Regions from separate parts of the Athene noctua genome. Here region 1 is linked to region 2. The links are chromatin contacts, called in public Hi-C maps. All regions are on one chromosome and are shown on one strand. The core of a region is the stretch at or near the end of the contact, and the rest is flanking DNA. Distances in the headings are between cores, read along the strand shown. Region 1 holds the start of RPL31 (ribosomal protein L31). Region 2 holds the start of PDCL3 (phosducin like 3).

Region 1 (2,871 bases), core at 294-2,793, 220 kb after region 2:
CAGAGGAAATACCTGTGGAAGAGCCACTTGATGGGTCTCAGCTACTATGATGGAAGTCACAGGAAGAGAAAATTAAGAGTTTGTTTTACTGTACTGGGTCTGACTGAGCTGGAATTGGTCTTCCCCTATAGCAGCCCTCATGGTGCTGTGTTTTAATGACAGGGTGTTGATATCACACTGGTGGTGTGGCTACTGCTGAGTGGTGCTTACACAACACCAAGGCTCTTCCCAACATTCACCACCCCCCCATGGGACAGGGTGGGCAAGATCTTGGGAGGGGACACAACCAGGACAGCTGACCCGAACTGCCCAAAGGGATATTCCAGACCATGTGACGTCTGCTCAGTATAAAGCTGGGAGAAAGGAGGAAGGGGGTGGGGTCACCCTTGGTCCTCCCGAGGCAACCACTACACGTATGGGAGCCCGCTCCTGAGAAGGCCCGACAGCGCCTCTTCATGGGAAGGAGAGAATAAATCTGTTTTCTTTTTTTTGCTTCCATGCACGGACCCTTGCTTCGCTTAGCTTATATTAAAACTGCTATTAAAACTGCGTTTGTTTTACCCACAAGGGTTGGTCTATCTTATTTTCTTTCCCCTCTTTGACCTGTTGAGAAAAAAAGGGGGAAGGGAGGGGAAGTGCTAAGAGCAACTTGGGTATCTGGCATTTAGCCAAGGTCAAACCACATTTACTCTCAGAGATAGTTCTAATACACCCGCATCTCTCCTGTCGTTAGTGGGACAAACCAAACTCAGCCCTGGAGCACACTTCGTTTTTCTAAAACCAGCAGTACTGCAAGTTGTGCAAAGGGAGAAGCTGTAAATAGGGTGGGGTTGCCTTCCAATAACCTCATTTATTATATTATTTGAAAGGATACAAAGCACTTGCAAGAACAGATTTACTGTTAAAAAAGGAAAGGATTACTAGTTTTTAATGCTCTGTCACATTCCTTCCCTGCACACACATTCTGGTTTTGGATTACTGCACTTGTTCCCTGTTGCACACCCAATGCAGTGCCAGGCCTCTTCGTAAAGCTGGGCTGTTGTTCCAGTTCGCTATAGCCGAAAGCGGTCTCGCCCCACCACCATCCCTCAGCTCTGGCCACTTTGCTAGGCGGGTGGCCAGGCGGGGTAGTCGCCGCAGGCTACTGCCCCACGCTGGCGTGCCGAGCTCCTGCCTCAGGAACGGCAGCTGCACCTCTCAACGGGGCAACCTGCTTGCTAGAAGCACAACACCCCTAAGCCGAATTGTGGAGGCTCCCCGCACAACGCACCACCTAAAAAACAGCTGCTTAGACAGGAGGCGGGCGGGCCAGCCCTCACTCTCCGCGAGATCCCCGCCTCAGGGCTTCGGCTCCAGGCTGCGGCAGAAGCAGCTCTCGAGTCGGGAAAGCCGGCGGCTGCTCCCTCCGCCGCCAGCAAACCCCTCCCCCCCGGTACCGACAGACCGACAACGCACCGACGGACAAGCCGCCCGCAGGCCCTGCCGCGCCTCAGGCGCATGCGCGCCACCGCCCGCCTGCGCCCCTCCGCTTGGCGCCGGCGCAGTCGGTCGCCGCCCGCATCCCGGAAGAGCTCCTCGCTCCCACAGGCCTTTGCGCCTTCCTTTCAGGCCCGTTCCCGGCTGGGTGAGTGGCGGCCCCGGGGCCGGGCGGCCGAATCCGCCGCCATCCGCCTTGCAGACCCCGCGGCGGGGGGTGGTGTCTTTGGCTTGGCCCGGCGCGGGTGGCACCGAGTGGTACCTGTCGGCGGGTCCGCGTTCGGCGGGGCTGGGGCCCATCTCCCTGTCGTTCCCCCCCCAGGCCTGCGCTGTACCGGACAGGGCGCAGGCCCGGGGAGGCCTGCGGGGAGCTTGTTACGGGGTTACGGCCCGTGCTGGGCCTTGGTGAGGGAGGAGGAAGCTGAGGCCGCGATCAGTCCTTGGAAGGAGCTTTTCCGGCATTGTCATCTCCATTGGGGACGGGTTGAGCTGCTCTCCTGGGTTGCCCTGAAGCAGGAAGGGGCTTGGACATACAGAAGCAGGATGGGGCGGTTTTAGGGGCGCTCGAGGCTGGCCAGGAGCCCCATCTTCATGGGAAGTGGTCAGAGAGCCTCAGATGTTCGTGCTCCTGTCAGGGAGATAAGAGTAAAGCATTTGTGGTGCTGAGAAGTTGCTGTGTAAAGTCTGCAACTGGTGCGACCCCGGGGATGAATTAAGTTTTAAGCTTCTGAATGGGGGGTTTGTGTGGCTGGTAAGGAGCTGGAGCCGATGGTAAGGAAGGGGACAGGGGAAAAGTCCGAGGGAAGTTGGGTCTGCGTTTGATGTGTGCACGGATGCTTTTCAGCGTTTCTCAGATGGCTCCTGCAAAGAAAGGTGGTGAGAAGAAGAAGGGGCGCTCTGCCATCAACGAGGTGGTAACCAGGGAATATACCATCAACATTCACAAGCGGATCCATGGCGTGTAAGTTCTTCTTATCAGTGGAATCAGCCTGATCTAAAGTGGTGTTTGGAAGTGGGTTCGGTAGTTTAAACGGCAGAGAACGACAGTCCTTACCGGCACGATGCTAACGCATGATGTTTTAGTCCCTTGTGCTACTGTTGTATTCCGAGGAAGCAGCTCTGTACCTACTTCTACAGACGTATGCTTGGCATATAGCTTATGGGAACAAGCGAGTTTGGTTTTGTGTTTATGGACTTAATTTGAAGTTAGATCTATTTACCTCTGACCACAGGTTGTCATTGTTCCCCAAGTGACATTTAAAGTTTAGCCCACTGTGTTAAGTTTTAGAAATTAAATACTGTATTCAAATGATTGGCGCCGTGCTTCTCACTAAATTGTTTGAGGTGTAAATTGAGGTATGATTTGAGTTAAACAATATTTGTTGTGTGCAGGGG
Region 2 (2,982 bases), core at 211-2,710:
TGCTTGCTTCCTCCGTCCACTGCACCTAGGGAAGTGTTCCCTATGGCTGACAATTTATTTGGGGTGTTTCTATGACGGTGCCCAGCTTGGTTTATGTGTTCAGGTTTACAGTAGCTCCAGGATGCTGATTGGGGAGTGTGAGGAGCTGAGTCCATGCCCAGCTCAGCACGCTGCCTGGTTGGGATCCCATATCTTATGCCCATGCTGCTTCCCCTGTGTGCCCTACAGAGCCACACCATCCAACAAGGACAAGCCACCTGGGGCTGGACAGGAGGAGAGGGGCTCATAGCTCTGCTGACACACTGCAAGGGTGCGGTGAACTCATTTTAGCAGGGTTGACTCACAGAAAATGTGCTTCTCTTCCTGCCTGATTGCTTCACCAGTGAGAAAGGAGTGCTGGAAGGTGCTAGGAAGTAGTTCACTGCTTCTTTTTAACTTCTGAAATAAGAGTTTCAGAATATGTCACCTATTTCTCAATCTCATACCAAATTCTTTGTTTTGCTCTCCACTGCATAACTCTTTTCCAGGGTGTGTTTAGCAGGTTACTTTTAGAGGGCTGTGATTTTGCATCCTTTGCTCTGCTGCTGAAACAATGATGAAAGGGGCAAGGCAAGAGCAGAGCTGCACAGCCAGCCTGGCTGAGCTCCGATGGTGAGGGTATAGCGTGGGAATGAGGAAAGGTTTCTTACAAGGCTGTGCCAACCTGGAAGCCAGACAGAAATTCCTCTGTCCTCCTTACATCCTGCATCGTTTCTGAGCTGACGCTGGTTTGAGGGGTATGAGCGGAGGGCAAGCCATCCCTCCAGAAGAACGGTACTTGTGTTAAAGCGCTGCTGAGATGGGCTTTGGGCAGGGGCACAGCTCCCACACAGCCCCGCCGGGGCCGTGCAGCCTCATGATTTACATGACCGAGCTTTGTACGAAACCCCTCCAGAAGCACTCGAGGGGTGGCACGCAGGGACGGCTGCTTGCAGGCCTGGGGACCAGCGGGTGCCCCCACCAGGGCCGCTGGAGCTGCCCGTCAACCCCGGGCTGCTCCATGAGGCACCCTCCGCCGCCTTCCACCTGCGGAATAAAGACGAGGAGCAGCGAGGGCCCTTGCCGGGACAGGTGGGACAGGCGGGGAAAAAGTTTCTAAATCCCGCTGCCCTTCCCGGTGTGCACGCCGGGGCTCCCCGCCCGGGAGATGACGCGGGATCCCCGTTAGGAGCTGGGGTCGGACCTTTTAAAATCCGGCGCTGTGGCGGCTATGGGAAATGCTGACGGCAAGGGTACAGGAGAGGGCAAAACCCCACAGCCAGAGCGGAAACTCGCGAACTCTTCCAGCCGGCGCGGCCCGGCCCCGCTGCTGTCAGGGACTCGCGGCTCGGCGGGGCTCGCCGGCGCCCGCCGCTGCAGCCCCACAGACTCAGGCCGCGCCGCCGGCACCGGCCTTATTAGGCGGCACGGGAAGAGGCAGCGGAGCTGCGCCCGCCCCGCCGGCGAGCGCCGCCTCCTCCGGCCGCGCCGCGCACGCCGGGACCGGCCCTGCCCAGCTCAACCCCGTACCGCCGCCCGGGCCCCGGCCCCGTCCCCGGCGGCAGGATGCAGGTGAGCAGCCGGGGGGCCCCGCGTACCGGGCCGATGTGCGGCCGGTGCCGCGGGAGCGGAGGGGGAGCCCGCCCGGACGAAGAGCAGGGGCTGGGCCCCGCGCCTGGTCACAACCGCCGGGGCGGCCTCGGGCCCCGCCGGCAGCCGTGGGCCGCCCTCAGCGGCCGAGCGCCCCGGGGGCAGTCCCCGGCCTCACCCCCTTTCTGGGGATGGAGGTGCTTGTCGTGTGGCGGTCCTGTTATGAAGCCCCATGGCATGCGTTTGCGGCGGTTTGTTGGGTTTTTTGTTGGGTGGTTTGTTGGTTGTTTTTTTTTTTCAAGTACGATATTTATTTCGGTACTGTAGTAAGCAGATGGGTGGGTGGGTGTTTCGGGCACTTCATCAGTGTGTTGATAAACGACAGTAGATGCTGTGAAGAGCTGTGTCGAGGGAAAAATGACCACAGTCAGAGACAAAAAAAAAGTAATACGGCATGCCACTTGCCGAGCTACTTCGTTTTCTTTTTTTGTTGGGTTTTTTTTGTTTGTTTTTTTTTTTTTTCCTGATAGTCTAGAAGTACTGTGCTGTGGTCTAGAGAAGAGATATGGTCTCTAACAGACCTAGTGTAAGGTCTGTTGATACAAGTAAAGCAGTAGGTGCTGTATTCAGTTTTCAAAGTGAGCTCAGGTCAAGACAATAAGGCATCAAAATCAGCCTGTGAATGCTTATCACTGAATTTTCATGCATTTAAAAAAATAAAATTGTTACCTAACTTGGAAGAACTTCTACTAAGCTTCTCACCAATACAAATGGGTGCCTCAACAAAACAAAATGGGTGCCTGTTGGTCTTGTTTTGCCGTATTATTGTGACTATTTCACAGTAAAGTCTCTTTTTTTCAGGCACAGCCTAGGCATAAGTTTTGATCAGATTCCTTAGCCATGGGCTTGTCTGGCAGAAACTGTGCTCGCTTTTCTCTAAGCACTTGTGTAGTCACACTGACTTGAAACTGCTAAGGAGACTTCCCATATATCCAGAGTTAGGTCTGCAAGGCTGGTGCCTGCGTGTCTTCTCACCAGTGCTTCCCAATGCAATGGCCGCTGATGTGGTGACCTGTTGTTCTTCTGAGGCTCTGTACATGAGCACTGTGGCCAGTGTGCTTCCCCATCACCCAGCTGATTTCCTCCCCTTTTACCTTGTGAGAGCTGCAGTGGTGGTTACAATGCTTCAAACTCTACAAGACCTCCTGTGTGTGCTGTGAGTGGGATGGAATAAAGTGAAGTCAGTCTTCAGGGTATTGGTGTGGGGCTGCAAAAAAGCCTCAGCTTCAGGAGGATGTGCACTTCAACTTTCTGGCGCCATCCAGATAGTTAACCAGTTTAGCCGTGTGCTGTGTCTCTGGGAAAACCTTGCTG

What was found. Hi-C and Micro-C count contacts between places; a contact is called where the count stands out from the background.
Region 1: a contact with region 2 is called in a Hi-C map of liver, with 3 times the contacts expected there. The contact joins the promoter of RPL31 here to the promoter of PDCL3 in region 2. A contact is called at or near these places in 2 of 2 Hi-C or Micro-C datasets (heart and liver).

The regions. Positions count from the first base shown.
Region 1 is chr1:194,101,128-194,103,998 of bAthNoc1.hap1.1, forward strand. It overlaps RPL31 (ribosomal protein L31), which reads left to right and starts at 1,544. Exons shown (of 5, transcript XM_074930295.1): 1 at 1,544-1,624; 2 at 2,321-2,437. The coding sequence starts at 2,331.
Region 2 is chr1:193,879,090-193,882,071 of bAthNoc1.hap1.1, forward strand. PDCL3 (phosducin like 3) reads left to right here and starts at 1,461. Exons shown (of 6, transcript XM_074908810.1): 1 at 1,461-1,590. The coding sequence starts at 1,585.